2 separate regions of the Macaca mulatta genome follow, and region 2 is linked to region 1. Evidence: chromatin contacts called from public Hi-C data. All regions are on one chromosome and are shown on one strand. Each heading gives the region's core, a stretch centred on a gene start, on an enhancer-like site or on the middle of the called end of the contact. The rest is flanking DNA. Distances are from core to core; before and after follow the strand shown. Region 1 holds the start of INVS (inversin). Region 2 holds the start of NR4A3 (nuclear receptor subfamily 4 group A member 3).

What was found. Hi-C and Micro-C count contacts between places; a contact is called where the count stands out from the background.
Region 2: a Hi-C map of fetal cortex germinal zone shows a contact between it and region 1, with 3 times the contacts expected there. The contact joins the promoter of NR4A3 here to the promoter of INVS in region 1. A contact is called at or near these places in 2 of 14 Hi-C or Micro-C datasets (fetal cortex germinal zone and fetal cortical plate).

The regions. Positions count from the first base shown.
Region 1 is chr15:58,299,832-58,307,759 of T2T-MMU8v2.0, forward strand. INVS (inversin) reads right to left here and starts at 3,612. Exons shown (of 19, transcript XR_013404658.1): 1 at 3,439-3,612. It overlaps ERP44 (endoplasmic reticulum protein 44), which reads left to right and starts at 3,855. Exons shown (of 10, transcript XM_077965655.1): 1 at 3,855-4,071.
Region 2 is chr15:58,582,189-58,590,116 of T2T-MMU8v2.0, forward strand. NR4A3 (nuclear receptor subfamily 4 group A member 3) reads right to left here and starts at 3,054. Exons shown (of 9, transcript XM_077965653.1): 1 at 2,499-3,054. LOC144334614 (a long non-coding RNA gene) reads left to right here and starts at 4,678. Exons shown (of 2, transcript XR_013404661.1): 1 at 4,678-4,795.

The DNA of each region.
Region 1 (7,928 bases), core at 2,362-4,861:
GATCACCATGCCCTGCCTACCAAAAGTTTTTAAAAATCAGCAGAGCATGGTGCACACACTGTAATCCTAGCTACTCGGGAGGCTGAGGTGGGAGTTTTGCTTGAACCTGAGAAACAGTTTGCAGTGAGCTGAGATCACACCATTGCCCTCCAGACTGGGCGACAGGTTGAGACCCGGTCTCAGAAAAAAATTAAAAAATTAGCTAAGGCCGGGTGTGCTGGCTCATGCCTGTAATCCCAGCACTTTGGGAGGCCAAGGCGGGCAGATCACCCGAGGTCAGGAGTTTGAGACCAGCGTGGCCAACATGGCAAAACCCTGCCTCTACTAAAAATACAAAAATTAGCTGGGCGTGGTGGTGCGCGCCCGTAATCCCAGCTATTCAGGAGGCTGAGGCAAGAGAATTGCTTGGACCTCAGAGGTGGAGGCTGCAGTGAGCCGAGATCGTGCCATTGCACTCCAGCCTGGGCAACAGAGCAAGGCTCCATCTGAAAAAAAAAAAATTAGTTAAAAAAATTTTTTTAAAGAGATGGGATCTCGCTATGTTACCTAGGCTGGAGGGCAGTGGCTATTCACAGGGGCAATCCCACTACGATCAGCATAGGAGTTTTGACCTGGACCAGTTCACTCCTTCTTAGGCATCCTGGTGGTCTTCCACTCCTGGGAGATCACCATATTGATGCCAAACTTAAAGTGGACACTCGAATGGCATAGCGCACTACAGCCTGAAACTCCTGAGTTAAGCAATCCTCCCTCCTCAGCCACCTGAATAGCTGGGACTTCAGGCATGTGCCATCACACCTGGCTGAGTACTAAATTAAAAGGTACCTAGTTCTTTCCCTCATTCCCACAAAAAGTGAAATTTTTATTTGTTCTCTCCTTGGTCCACCAGGAAAATATACCTAGATTGAGGTCTTAACCATAAGATGTTGCTTGGAACATCATATCACTAAGATGAACCACATTTCAATAAGGACAATTTTGTTCTGACTGGTAGTCTCATGGAGCTTATAAGAACCTTTTAAAAACATGTGACAGGAGTTTGAGAAACCAGCCTGACCAATATGGTGAAACCCCGTGCCTACTGAAAATACAAAAATTAGCTGGGCTGTGGTGGCACACACCTGTAATCCTAGCTACTCAGGAGGCTGAAATGGGAGAATTGCTTGAACCTGGGAGGTGGATGGAGGTTGCAGTGAGCCAAGATCGTGCCAGTGCACTCCAGCCTGGGTGACAGACAGACACACTGTCTCAAAAAAAAAAAAAAAAAAAAGTATCTGCTGCACAGGAAGATAGTGAGATCCCTATCACAGGAGTGTTTAAGAAAGCAGAGACTGGACTATGACAGAAATGCAGCAAGAATTCAAATATCTGATAGGAAACAGGAATAGTTGCATCAGTGATCTTAAATATCCTTCCTAAACCACTAAAGCTGCTTTATCAAAGTTCCAAAGTTGAATGCCTACAAGGACCAGAGAGGTAACAACTGTTAGAAATGTAGGCAGTCAGAATCACGGTAAACTCGAGCACATGTACTTATCTAAAGGGAGCAGCTGTTAACCAGCTCCAGTTAATTGCTGCCACGAGGGTATGCAAGTGCTTTTCTGATTTCACCAAAAAGCAGGTCACGCCAATCGCTGTTACTCCTGAGGATCTGGGAGTTTTCTAAGATAAATTTATAATGGATGAGCTGGTATTTGTCCTGTCTTTGACAAGGATTATTGGTTCAAATTCTGCCCTTGAGAGAACATATTAATACTTTCTTAATTATGGTAAAGGACAGCTCTCTCTGTCTTTATTTTGCTGACGATTTGAGTTAAGGTACTGGCAGAAAATACGAAGCAAGAGAGTGTTGTGAGACACCTCAGTCATGTATAAGTGTAACAGTCATGTCAGAAGAACTACTGTCATATCCAGGATTACATTAAGGGTACTTGAGAGAAGCCACAAAATAGAGGTGGAGGTGAAAACATGGGAGGGGAGTAACCGTACTTGGGTTCTAGGCCCAGTTATATTTATAATCAGCAGTGTGTCCCCAGGCTACATCAGCTTTCTGGGTTTCTGTAAAATGCAAAAAATAATAAGGGTGGACCACGTTCACATTTGTTCATTCAACAAGCTGAGTGACAACTATGTGCTAGGCACTGTTCTAAACTCTAAGACCTGTCATTTTCCATTCTAAGTGATCAGAGTTTTAGGCACATCAGAACCACAAAAAAATTTCTTTACATCCTTTGAAAAACACACTAAAAATGTGATCTCTGTTTTTTTTATGTGTGTGTGTGTGTATATATATACATATACACTTTTTACTTCATAATTCTTAGCATGGTAACAGGTATATAACAGGTACTCAGTAGATGTTTGTTGGATGAAAGGTCACAGGCTGAGTGCTAAGTCCAAAAAGTGGGCAGGATCAAAGTTTAATTTCTTGAATAATGAGTTCATACTTATGAGTCTCTGCTCTTTTAAAATTTCCCATTTCAACACTCTTTGGACTCTGTCAGGGGCGTGGACAAGAGATAGGAGTACTAGTCTAGGAGTCAGGCAACCTTGGTAAGAGTATTAGTTCTGCCACTGTCTATATTTTGTCACCCTGAGAAAGCCATTATCTAGGTTTTTTTTTTCTTAAGAAAAAATGTATTTTTTGCTCCTTTAAAAAAAATAAATCATTTTTTATAGATAAAAATCAAAACCACTCTGTTAAAGTGCTATAAAATGCGAAAGTGTCATCAACCTTGCCTAATTATACAAGCCCGTGTAATAAAAGCTCTAATTGTAACCGTACAAAACTAGAGGTACTGCAGTCACACTCATAGGAACAGTAATTTTGATTAGGACTAAAGGGTTGGTTGGTCGGGAAGTTCTCAGAGATGGTGACATTTAAGATAGCATTCCAGAGAGAGAACGCGGAAAGGCCATTCCAGGCAGCAAGAAAGGTGGAGCAAAGGCGGGAGTGGGGAGAACCACAAAAGCACAGTGTGCCTCCTGGGTACTAAGAAGAGATCGCGTGGGCTCCTGGACCTCAGGTGTTTGCAGAAGAACCGCAGAGCTACCTGGGGCCAGGTTAAGATCCTCGACTGCTTTGCTAAGGAATTTCGTAATTATACTGGAGGAGCGATCCACGCCTCAGCAGCAATCACTCACGCAGTTTTCCAGTTTACGACGTGCTATCCCATCCCTTACCACACCTATTCCTTACAGGAGCCCTCAGAGACAATTAGGGATAAGTCATTGACTCATTCAACTGAGGCCCCGAGTGGTGGCTCTGACTTTAATAATGCAGGAATTAGAGCAGAAAGAAGAGGTAGCGGGCGAGGAGGCCAATGATGGAGGCTCAGGCCACAGCCTAGGCCAGGAAGGCCGTGAGTCTGCAGCAAAGGCCAAGGCGGTGCAGACCGATCGATCCGAGCCTCCCCAGCCAGGCCCCCTCCTACTCACCCTCGCCTCCTCCAGGACTGACGTCCCGGGGACGGCTCCAGGAGGTGCGACCCGGACCGGGCCGCCCCTCCTGCCAGGCCGGGACACTACACCCAGCCAGGTCAGACCCCACGGCGCTGAAGCTAGCAGAGCCCCTCAGAAGGCCGCCCGAGGCTTTCGGCCGCACACCCTTCTGGGAATTGTAGTTCCCATCCTCTGAAGCACTGCGTACACCCGCCCTCAGCCCTTCTATCCCACAGGCCCCAGCGCGTAGAGGACTCGGTGGACCTGGGCCGAGAGCCCAATGGGAAAGGAAGTTCTAGATGACCAACGGCGTGCGGGGTGAGGCTAGTGCAGGACTACATTTCCCGGAGTGCACCGAGGTGGGCAGGACCCGGAAGTGAGGGTGTGAGAGGCCTCTCTGGAAGTTGTCCCGGGTGTTCGCCGCTGGAGCCCGGGTCGAGAGGACGAGGTGCGGCTGCTTGGAGAATCCACCGCTGCCGCCGGCTCCGGGAGCCCAGCCCTTTACTAACCCAACCCAACCCAGCCCAGTCCCAGCCGCCAGCGCCTGTCCCTGCCGCGGAGCCCAGCGTTACCATGCATCCAGCCGTCTTCCTATCCTTACCCGACCTCAGATGCTCCCTTCTGCTCCTGGTGAGTGAGGGAATGACAGACCCATCGACAGACTCACGAACGGCCTCCCGCCCTCGCCCGGGGAGAACACTGCTACCCCTGCCCCTGCTTTCCCGTTTTTTCCTCCAGTGTTTTGGAGTGCACCCTCCCCCGCTGCCTTCACTCTCGCCATCCGTCTGTCGGCTTCCAGGCACGGGGTCCCCGAGGCCTGAGAAACCAGGGTCGGGGGAGAACGGGAGAATTAGCCCTGAGGGAGTGATACGTGGGAGGGTCGCGGCGTAGGAGCTTCCCCTTCTCCCCAAAGTCTGGGGTTTTCAGTTTCGACGGCTAGCGGACCTGGTGGTAGCTTGAATCGGAAAAGACCAAGCATAGACCTAGCATTCCTTCCCACCCTCTCCATTTGGGAAGAGTGTGAGATCGACAGGTGCTAGGGTTGTGTGAATCTCACTCTATCTAGATCCCTGAAGCGGTGCCCAGGTTGGCAGAACCCTCTGTTGTGGCTTGATGCGATTGGTTGGGAACCCGGAACTGGAGACTGCTTTGGATTCCACTGGGAGAATAGAGTTTGAAGGGTGGAAGGTGTGGTTACCTGACAGTCTGAGCGCAAGGTCTCCCTCAAATCTTGTTGCAATGTATTTCCCCATCGAAGCAGATTTCTTCTTCATTGTGCCTTATTTGAATATGCATTAATTCCTAACTGCCTAACCTGCTCAGCATCATCCCATCTTAAAAGAATCTTTCCCTAGTCCCTCTTGCTCCAGAGTGCGTCTTGAGTGTGCAGGCTAAGTGATCCAGGCTTCAGGTCAAATTGAGACAAAAGGGAAGAACTAGACACATATGGCAAAATGACTTACGTTTAATTGGGCTGTTATTATAATGTAATATTTGAAAATACCTTAATTGTAGTGGATTTTTAGAAATTCAGATTTAAACACGAAACTACTTTCTTTACAATTTAAGAAGCAATTTAGTGACTCATATTAAGTCACATAGCTAGTTACAGGCAAAGCTGGGATTAGAAACAGGTCTCTTGACTTGCAGTGCTTATTCCGCCATATCCTATTAAATGTTTAATATTTGTGTTTGAAATAGTTCTTTCTTTTCTTTTGTCACTTGCACCTTTTCAGAAAAAGCACTGTAAAAAACTAAATGGAATGTCAAAGTACTTTTGAGAACAAAAAGTTGTATATAAACATTGTAATATTAAATGATAGAGTGTCTTATTGCCACTTCTTACAAGTATACAATAGTAAATGACTTCTGTATCGAGGAAAATATTCTGTATAGTGCTATTTCTTGGTGATTTCATTATACACTGTAATACATTTTTCCTTCTAGAAGTGTTAGAATAATACCATTATGAGAGACCACTCTCTCCTTAAGACTGGACACTTATCTTTTTCTTATCCACTAACTTAAGTTATGAATTGTGTACACTTTTAGGGTATCAGAAAAAAAGGGCAAAATCTTAAGACATTGGAAAGGAAAGTTGAGACACTGAGCAGGCAAACTATATCAGATGCACTTTCCTCAAGTGGTATGTTTGGTTGTAAAGCTAAGTTATGAAGAAGAAATAATTTATTTTGGAATAACTCATGCTTTTTATAGAAAAACCTAATCTTGTTAAATGTGAGTTTTTTCCCAAATAGAATCTAGATTTAACTAAAATCTAAGCATTTTGTATAATTATCTTTCTAAGCAAATGTAAAGACATGAAAATCTGGAAAATATGTTAGAGAATACCTGCAGATATGAAAAGGCTGAAAAATAAAGCCCCAGAAAAGGTTTAATAAACTAGAATTACAGGTCAAACTAGATTTAATTGGAATACAGTGTTTACCTAGTTTTAATACTCATATGCTAGTTAGCAAATATTTGTAAAACATCCATCCTGTCTAATCACAACTTTGAGTTGCTTACTTAATTGGTAATTCTACTGATGGAAACTGCTTACTCAGTATTCTCGCTGTCTAATAATTTGTCCTCTTTGTTCCCCTGTGTACTTTTTTCCTACTCCTCCAACTTTCTCTCTCAGACCTCAAGTTTATTCCTTCTCACATACAGATGTAGAAAAGCCAAGTTCCTGTTTAGCTGAGGTCATCATTTTTCCCTTAAATAGCCTCCTCTAAAAAGCTATGCCTTCTCTTACTGTGATAATTTTCTTCAGGCACTTTGTACCTCAACCCTAGAGAACCAGACCTGTTCAAATTTAGTGGTGTTCATATAAGATAACTGCCTAAACATAATCCCAAACTTTTGGAGGCAAGCAGCTATCTTTTCCTTAGTCTCAAAGCATTTTGGAATATATCACTGTGCCACAAAACCTTTCTGGATGGGTAACTAAACACAAAAGCTCAATGTGATAACTTTTTTTCCTGAGCTTATATATATATATTATATATATATATTTTTTGTTTGCATATATATAGATTTTTATTTACATATATTTCGATCGATAGATTTAATTAGCTCTTTTCTGCTTATCTTCCTATCTAAGGTGGGTTTATTCAGGGTTTTCCCCTGGGAAAATGATCAGCAAGGGGGATAGAAATGTTGCCTGTTCTTCCTGTATTGGTTGTGTACAAGTTTTGAAAAGGCGAGATAAGAGAAATAAGACTAAATTGGAAAGAAGTTGTCTCATGCACCCTAAGTAACCTCTTCTGTAGTTCAGATTTGTAGCACTGCAGTCCATTTGTTTTATTGAAGATGTGTTCTCGTTAATCTCTTGATAAGTATGTTTATAGTTCATAATTGTTACTAGTCGTAATTGTCCCGCACGTGAACACCTAAGGGTTTTGCCATTGTTGTTCTTGGTTTGTTCAATATGTATAGGAAGCCAAGAAAAGTTTACTTAGTTTAGGAAGCTATGTAAATTAGAGAGCTAAGTAAACATTTATTTAATCGTTACAAGTACCTTAAAAATAAGCACAGTAGAATTCAGAGATGTCAATTTTATCCTTTAGTGTTAATAATATATGCAGATTCCAGTCTTCAGGAAGAGTACTTTTGTAGGCATGCAGTTTGATTGGTAACTAGGTGAGTTTTATTTATTTTGTTGATTTAACTTGCCCTAGATCAATAGTTTACAAAGCCTGGCTGCTCATTAGAATCATCTGTGGCTGTTTTAATGAAATGATATCGGGGCCCTATACTAGGTCAGTTATATCTGCGAGCCCCAGAAATTAGTTAAAAAAAAATTTCCCAGGTGACATACTAAAGTATGTCCCTCAAAAAGGTAAGAATTAAATAAAAACCACAATACCATTGTCACATCTGGAAAAATAGAAATTCCTTCATATCATCAAATATCTGGTCAGTGTTTGGGTTTTCCTGATTGTTTCCCTTTTTTTAAAAAAAAAAAAAAAAAAACAACATTGTTCAAAGCAAGGGCTATATAAAGTCTGTCTATTCCAATTGGCTCATATGTCGTTTATAAAACTTTTTAAACCCATAGGTTCTCTCTTCATCTCATTGTTTTCCTTGTAATTTGTTTAGGAAACTGATCCTCTGTCCTGTAGCATTTGCCACATTCTGGATATTGCTGATTACATCCTTGTGGTGGGGTTTTATGTTTCTCTGTTCCTTGTGTTTCCTGTACATTTGTAATTCAATTTATGTGGTCTTAACCACCAGCTGCATATATATTGCTAGGTTCATTTGTTTCATTTATCTTTCAATTTTTAGTTTTAAAAAATTTACCTTTTATTTTATAATTATATAAAATCTCTTCCAAAGCTAAATCTATAAAGCTAACTATATTTGGATAAGTCTAATTTGTCTCTTTTACTGTCTTATCTCCCCCTCCTAATTAAAGAACCCTTTTTTTTTTTTTCCTCGAGGCAGAGTCTAGCTCTGTCACCCAGGCTGGAGTGCAGTGG
Region 2 (7,928 bases), core at 1,804-4,303, 280 kb after region 1:
GCTTAGAGACTCCCGGCCACCCAGCGGCCTAGAGGGGGCACATTCCTGAGGGCGCCCACCGCGGCTCCGGGACCAGCGTCTCAGCGCACAGCCTCAGCGAAACTTTGTAGCTGAAAGCGCAGCTCAGCAGGCCTCAGGGAAGGAACCGGGTGCCCCAAACTCCGGCCTATAGCGCCCCCTTTGCCCGGGGTGGGCACAGCTCGAAGAGTGGGAACATGCATCGAAAAACCCCCAAGTCAAACCAAGCCAAAAACCTCTGAGGTGCGCGGGGCCACGAGGGTCGTCTGCTGGCGCCCCTGAGCCCGGGGCTTGCCTGCAGGAAGAGAGAAAGGGACTCGGAGCCCCCAGGCCCAGGTAACCCTCAACGGTCAGGAAATGGGGGATTCCCTTGCCACCCCCAGCCCCAGCCAGAGCTGCTCCGACGGAAACCTTTCGCTCGCTGTAGAGCAGGTAGAAGCGGATCTTCCCATGGCTGTAGCGCGTGCTTCCCGTCTCCCCGCATCTTCAATGGGGGTCTCCAGCAATCCCCCACCCGCCCCTTCAGTGGGTGCCCGCAATCCCGTCCCGCATTCCCCGAGGGCCTTTCAAGCGGAGTCGTTCTCTGAGGGGAGGCCTCTGAACTCGGGTGGGCGGGGACCGCCTCTCCCCAACGAAGGAGTTCCCCTCGAGCGCCCAGCGTTCGCGGGAGGGACCCACACTACCTTTCCTCCAGCCCAGCCCAGCGCCCCGCCGCTCTCTCCGCCCCACAAACGACCGGTTACCTAGGCAAAGCCTCAGCGCCTGGAAACACGTTCTGCCGCTCCGGTTTGCGGCCGCCGGGGCCAGGAGCACAGAGCCTTGGGGTTGTAAATTAGTAAGAAATAACTACCTCTGTCAAAGCCCCTTTCTTTCTCGTGGGCAGACGAAAGGAACACCCCCGTGTTCCCCTCCCCGTGGTGAAGTGTGTGGAGGAAACCGTGAAACGCACCATTGTGACCGGGGCTCCTCTGCGGAGTTTCCAACCCTGGGGAGCGGGGGCGGAGGTTGGGCGGGGGCAAGAGCAGCGAAGGAGAGACTGACAGAAAGGGAAAGACTGAGATTCTCAGAAAGACCGAGGGAGACGAGACAAACCGCGGGGAAGAATTTCTGTGAGCGCACGGTCCCAGGGAACGGGGTGGGTGGGTGCCGGGCGTGGGGGCGGAGCGGGCGTGGAGGTTGCTGTGGCCTAAAGAGCCTTTGATACTAACTCTGCGAGCATCTTGTTCAGCGAAAATAACTCGAATAAAGTAACTTCATTCATTGTGCCCATTAGCCACGTTGGGCAGCTTTTTCTTTCCCCAGCTCGGTTCTATAAAATATTTCCCCGTCGTGGGAAAAGGAGATCCGGCATTGGACTCGTGATGGAATGACTGACGGCTCCCTGTACTTCTCTCCCGGCACTGCAAGGCCCTGGGATCACAGCCCGACATTTCTGATTACTAACACCTCGCAGCTCTTCGCTCTGGAGAATCTGGACGCATAAATAAATAAAAGACAATCTCCAAGAACGTTTTTGGAAATCAAGGGACAAATGCGTTCTTCCTCGCCTCTGCCCCGAGGCTTCCAACAGTTTGGATAGGTGCCTTTGGAAGTGAGTCTCCGCAGACCGCGCTCGCATGACCGCTTTCGTCTCACCACCGAGAACTTTCCTTTCTACTAATAGTAAAACACTCGGAGCAACTTCTCCAAAAGCGCGAGTTCTGTCAGTGAAAAAGTAAAGCATGCCTTTCCCACACCGAACCAAGGTCCGGAGGAGAGGGACACCGTCCCCACACGTGTCAGCGCGCGGGAGTCGCCAATTACACCCGATTTACCTCCTAAGGGAAAAGTGTAAACCGGCATGTCAGCGACGCCAGGCAGACGTGCCTAGTGGAACCCCAGGCTCATTTCAATACAATAAGCCACATTCCTACAATTACGCCCTCTTTCCTGAGGTCCTCCGAGTGCCTCTGCAAACTCTGACCACGGCTGCCTAGGCCTTTCCCTCCCAAGCTTCCTTCCAGAGAACCAGCTCGGTGCCACCATTAGGAACATTTTCTTGGACCCACCAGAGCTCCTATTTTCAATCCTACTTAAAAGGCAGGAAAATTACTGCCGTTCATCACCGGAGCTGCAACTCCCTGCCGCTGCCGCCGCCGCCGCCGAGAGCATCATTACCATGACAACTAGAGCCGAAATACCCTGAATTACATCGCTGGAGCCGCTATAGCACAAATCCCGGTCCTCCTCTTTGTTAGAGGCTTTTCGCCTCTTCGAGTGGGGGAGGAATCCCACGAGCTCCAGAGATCCCCGCGGGCCCACTACAGGGGAAAAGTTTCAGATCAGAACCTATGGGCCGCTGGGCTAGCAAAGCCGGAGCCGGGCGGCAAGGTCGGGGAGGAAACCCCACACTCAAAGTTGTCAATTTCAGGAGCGACGCTTCCCAGCAAGCCAACTTTTTTAGCAAGTCCCCTTATTAACTGGGCGAATCTCATACGTACTTGAGTGCTGTGGCGGTTCCGTCTTTAGAGCGAGTTTCTAGAGAGCTGTCCCGAAATCTGCACTGGTGGGGAGTCACAGCTGCTGTCCCGGAAGGGCTGCGGTGTACAAGCCCAGCGGCTCCCGGAGGCGGTGAGCGGCTGGTAGGGGATGCTGCGATCCCGACTCATGGGAGAGCACAGCCGAGAGGTTCCGCGGGCGTCCTGGCTCGGGCTGTGACCAGGGGGGAGGATGCCGCCGCTGTTCCCACCTCCACGGCCACTGCCGGCACCGTCAGCGTTGCAAAGTGAGCCCGGGAGGGGCGTCCGGCTGCGGCGCCGCGCTGCACCAGCAAGGGCTCAGGTCAAGAGGGGTGTGAGCGCGCGGGAGAGCGAAGTGTGTGTGCGGAGCGTGTGTGCGCGCTTGTGTCTGTGTGTGCGAGTGAGGGAGCGGGTGTGAGCGCGTCTGTGTATGGGGAGCGGAGGAGGAGCAGGAGCTGGAGGGGTGGGGGGCGGGAGGCAGGAGACTCCGCTCTCCCGGCTGCGCGTTCGCTCGCTCTCTCGGCACGTCATTTATGCCACAGGAGCCCTAGCGGCCTCTCCATAGAGTGCCTGGAATGCGAGACGTCAATGTGACGCCATGGGACGCTACGTCACCCTCCTCCTCCCTCCCCTGGCCCAGCCGGTTCCGCGTGTGCGAGGGAGGGTGTGTGTGTTCGTGTGCGCGCGCGCGCGCGTTTCTCGGCCAGTCGCACGGCCGCACAATGGAAACTCCGCCGCACAGCCGACCAGGGGCTTCTCGGACCCGCGGTGCCAGCCCTTTTGCAGCGGAACCGCTCGCCAGGGCGTGCGTCTGCGGGAGGGTGCAGCGGCCTGCCCATGGGTCAGGCGGGACCGCCCAGCTGTCAGGCTCGGGTGGAGTAGAGTTGGAGGAGTGCTGCTGGCGCGCCTCCGAGGCTGCCCCGAGGCACGGAGCCAGGGCGAGGGGGGTAAGGGAGAGGACAGCTCTTCCGAAAGGGAAGGCTCCGCCAGCCAGCTTCTGACCAGCTTCAGTGACCTGGCAGCCGGTGCAGAAGGCGTCTGGCACCAGCCCGAAGACGCCCTGAGGTGCAGCTGCACTTTCCTCATGCAAAGGCTCTAAAGCTGTTTACGTCTCTCCGGTCCTCTGCGCCCAGGCTAATCCTCCCTCCCCGCATCATTTACTGGGTGCGTGTTTCACACAGGGATACAGATAGTTCCGGGGATAAGGTTTGATTTCTTTACACGTACGGCGTGGGTTTCTTAACTGGACACGTTATAACCCAGCGAAGTGCACATCCATCATCCACACGCGCGCTGCAGCAGAAACTACTCAATGTGTATAAAACAAACACACACGTGTTGAACAGCTGAGCGGGTCTGACTACTGCAAATCATTCCTCCTCCCCAGCACCGGGTCAGAAATGGAACTCTCAACTAGCACTTTCACTTTTTGATGGTTGTAGATGCCCTCCGCCCACATCTCCCAAATTAAACATTTCGAAATCAATCAACAGGATTTATTAGTCAGTCCCTCGCTAGGGGATTTGCTTTGGTCTCCTGGGACACATTTGTCATGAAATGGTGTGCCGATAGCCTGGGTGACTGTATGAGGGAAAGCAATTTCTTCCTGGAAATGATAGATTTAAGTGTAAATTTCCTGATGAAAACAAAATTTATCAGAGTTAAAGATCCCTAGTCCCAAAGGTTGCTGCTGAGTGAACGCAACCTCTTTCAGAAATGAATTTTTGGAGAGGAGAAAATATTTCAGTGAAACAATGCAGATAGAGTGGTCCCCATGTGGTCCTCTTGAATCACAAATACCATTTTATATATTTGACCTGTCCCAATTTGTGTGTGTGTGGCGGGGGCGGTGGCGGGGGGGGTGGTGCGCCGAGGGGAGATAAAGGATTCCTTCGTAGACAGCGCACGTTTCAGAATCGAAGGTTCGAGCTAGGACAAGAAACTTGAAGACAAACTACATATAGGTAAATATGGCATGTATATCTTTCTCCGCCTCCACTTCCAATTCATACAGGGTGGTGCGGAGTGGATCGTGGGAGGATGCCCCGAAAGTTGACCCAGCCGAGAGCAACCGAGTTTCTGCACTGCCGCGGGTTCCAATCCAGCCTCGGAAGGAAGGAGGGCGCTGCTACATTGTATCCATTCAAAGGCTGGAGGGGGGAGCAGGACCTGGAGCCGCGCTGCGCTGACGCACGCGAGGCGCGTGATTGACGCAGGCGATGTTACTAAATTCGGCGGTTGGCCGGGACCCGCCGCCGGCGCGCGCCGCAGATAGCGGAGTAGGTTCCCCTCGGTCACCCCCGCCCCTTCTCCATTCAACGCCTCGCGGGGCGGGGCAGGGCGCGCGGGGCGGGGCGGGGCGGGGTGCGCGCGGCCGCGCCGGGATCCGGCCGAACCAAATATAGTCGGGCCTGGCTATTTTTAGCAGGGTCTCGGGCGCGAGCCCGCCGCGTGAGGGGGCGCCCTGACCCCGCCGGGAGTGTGGAGGGGGCGGGGGCGGAGTCGCCATGTTGGACTCGGTTCGACCCTGTGTGGTGACCGGCGACGCGGGGCTGGGCTCGGCGCCAGGGGTCGGGGTGAGTGGGTGCGAGCCGTGAGAGAGAGGACGCCGACGGCTCTCTGCGTCCAGCGCAGGCTGTGAGGAGTGAGCAGGGCCAGGCGCGGGCATGTGTGTGCGCGCGGAGGTGGGTAGACGGTGATCCCCGCCCGCCCTGCGGAAGGCCCGGCGGTCTTGCCACCCGGCAGCCCGGCCAGCCCCGAGTCGAGTGGGGGCGGAGCTGCCCGCGGCCACCACTTCCTGAGTGCCGGGGATACCCTTCCCGGACGTCACGGAGGAGCCGAGGCGGCGGTGGCGGCCCGGGGCTCATCCTGCACTTGCATCACGGGTGCAGCAGCTGCTCTGCTCCTTTGTGGCTTTTTCCCCTGTTGAGTAACTGCTTTGTTAACTGAAAATACCATGACGGGCCAGTGTGATCACCAGCTCCAGATCTCAAAGAAAGTGAAGCTGTCAGGCAAGAAGAGGGAGACTCCCCCAGCCGGCTGCGATGGTATCTGGTGGGTGGATGTGTAGAGAAGCACTTGACAGTTTCCACGTATTACTTCTTGCCTAACTCTTCACCCCCAAGAAGATTTAAAAATACTTTTATTTCCATGCTGTAAAAATTTCATTTGTGTTCTGCACCTCCCTCACCCCCCTAATCCCCTTTCAATTAAAACTCTCATGCAGAACTGGAATCACTGTAAGCAGGAACCCTAAAATTAGGTACAGTTTTTAGGAAACATGACATCTTTCAATGAATTTATTGAATAAACTACATTTTCTAAATGTTAATATAGATATATAGATGAAAGGTCCTTGTCCACTCAGGGTTGTTATAAAGCTACTAAATTGTTCATAGGAGTTGGGCTCCAGTGACCGTTTCAAGCCAGTATCCTTGTTTACTTAAATTAAAAAAAAAAAAAAAATCTCGTCTCTCTGGCTGAGAACCTCCAAGTAAAGTTTTCTCTCTTTGAGTGGGTGTGTCTTCTGGACCTCTGTCTTGGTTACTTATGTGGATCCTCCTCCCTTCTTCCCTCCACCTTCCTTTACATCCTTACTCCTTTACAGCCTTTTCTTCCTATCAAGTGGCCAATATCTGTTCTTGGACTGCTCTGTGAGACTGAGGGCTGTTGTCTGACCTCCCTGAGCCAATCCACTGTTCCTGGCTCAGTGCTTCTCTGGGTAGGATGCGGGACTGACTGCTGGAGAGGTCACTGAGTGGCAGCCTTTTAAAACTCAAATAGAAATTCATGGAAGCAGAGACACAGCTCTCTCACAGACGGAGACACCGTCCTCTGCTTAATCCTATGTCCCTAAACGTATGCTGTTCCTTAGATGACCCAAACAGAATTAGTTTTTCTCGAGTCTTTTTTTTTTTTTTTTTTAGAATTAGTGTCTACTGCTCTATATCTTTTCAAAAGTCGGATTTATTAGAAACCAGGCATAATATTATGTAAGGCATATGTAATGTGACTATTTCAGTAATCTCAATTTCCTTTTTAAGATTTTATTAACTTTTTTATCTCTTCTTTGGGGAAATCAAATAAGACTACCTTAATCTGTTAAACGTTGAAAACTTTTTTGGCTCAGTCCTTTTTCTATAACAGAAGAGAGACATTTATATGTCACCAGTTTACATACACAAAGTTAAGTTTCTGCTTTCATGATGCTTATAGCAGCCAGCCTGTTAAAGAACTCTCTAAATTAACCATTACAGATTCACTGGATAGTTACCTTTCATTTTGTTTTGGATTTGTAGGCCTAATCTGCCTGCAAGAAAGAACTATGTCTCTTAGAAAATAAAATATGAAATTTTGGGGAAACATGTGTGGTATAAAGCAATTGTTTTAAATTGCTTTAAACGCTGTTCTGATGAAGTAATGATGTATAATCTTGTTGCTTTTGCTAATATATAAAGATGATGATTTCTTATTAATGCAAAGATTGGGTGAGGAATGGTGAAATAAAAATTCTGAGCCAGAAGTTATTACCTAGGGTGAAAACAGGAAAGAAAACTAAAAAATTGTAAGTTCAAGTTTTCTGGAATCAATGTAGAAGTTCTATACTATATTTAAGGTACATATATAAAATTTAATAACTTCAGCTGACATTGATTTATACACTTAAGATGTACCTGGCTCAGTAACCTGCAATCATTATAGTAAGTTTCTATCTCACCTACATGCTTGTCATTCCTTATCAATTCCATCATTGCCAGATTCGTCTTCCTAAAATTTAGATTTTGTTATATAACTTTTGGCCTCAAAAGTCTTAAGCAGCTGGATATTTTCTCCAAAATCAAACCTAGAGCCTCTTTTATTTCCACAGAATTTCCCTGTCCTAGTCAAACTGGTGTTCTCACTGTTCTTCAAATGTCCTTTCAACCTCCCACATTTGTTCATAGTTTTCCTTTTTATGGCATCCCCTCCTTCCTCCTCTTCTCCACTAATTGAAATTTACCCTTCCTCTAAAACTAGCTCAAGAAGTGAACTCAGATTGTACTTTACAAAGTCTTTCACAGAGTCTTTCACAGAGTTCTTATTTTTCTGTCTTCTTTTTGTGCTCTTGTGTCCACGGTCTATTCCCTTGTCAAACTGTAAGCTTCAAAAACATGCCCCACACATCTTTGAAATCCCTGTTGCACCTAAGAATGTTCAATATAGGTAGTAAATGTCCATAAAATATTGCCTCATTTAATTTGGATATGAATAGAGAGAATAGCCGTATTGTAAGTAACAAATTATATGGATTAGGGTGTTTTTGTTTTGTTTGTTTTGAGATGGAGTCTTGCTCTGTCACACAGGCTGAAGTACAGTGGGATGATCTTTGCTCACTGCGACCTCCGCCTCCCTGGGTTAAGTGATTCTCCTACC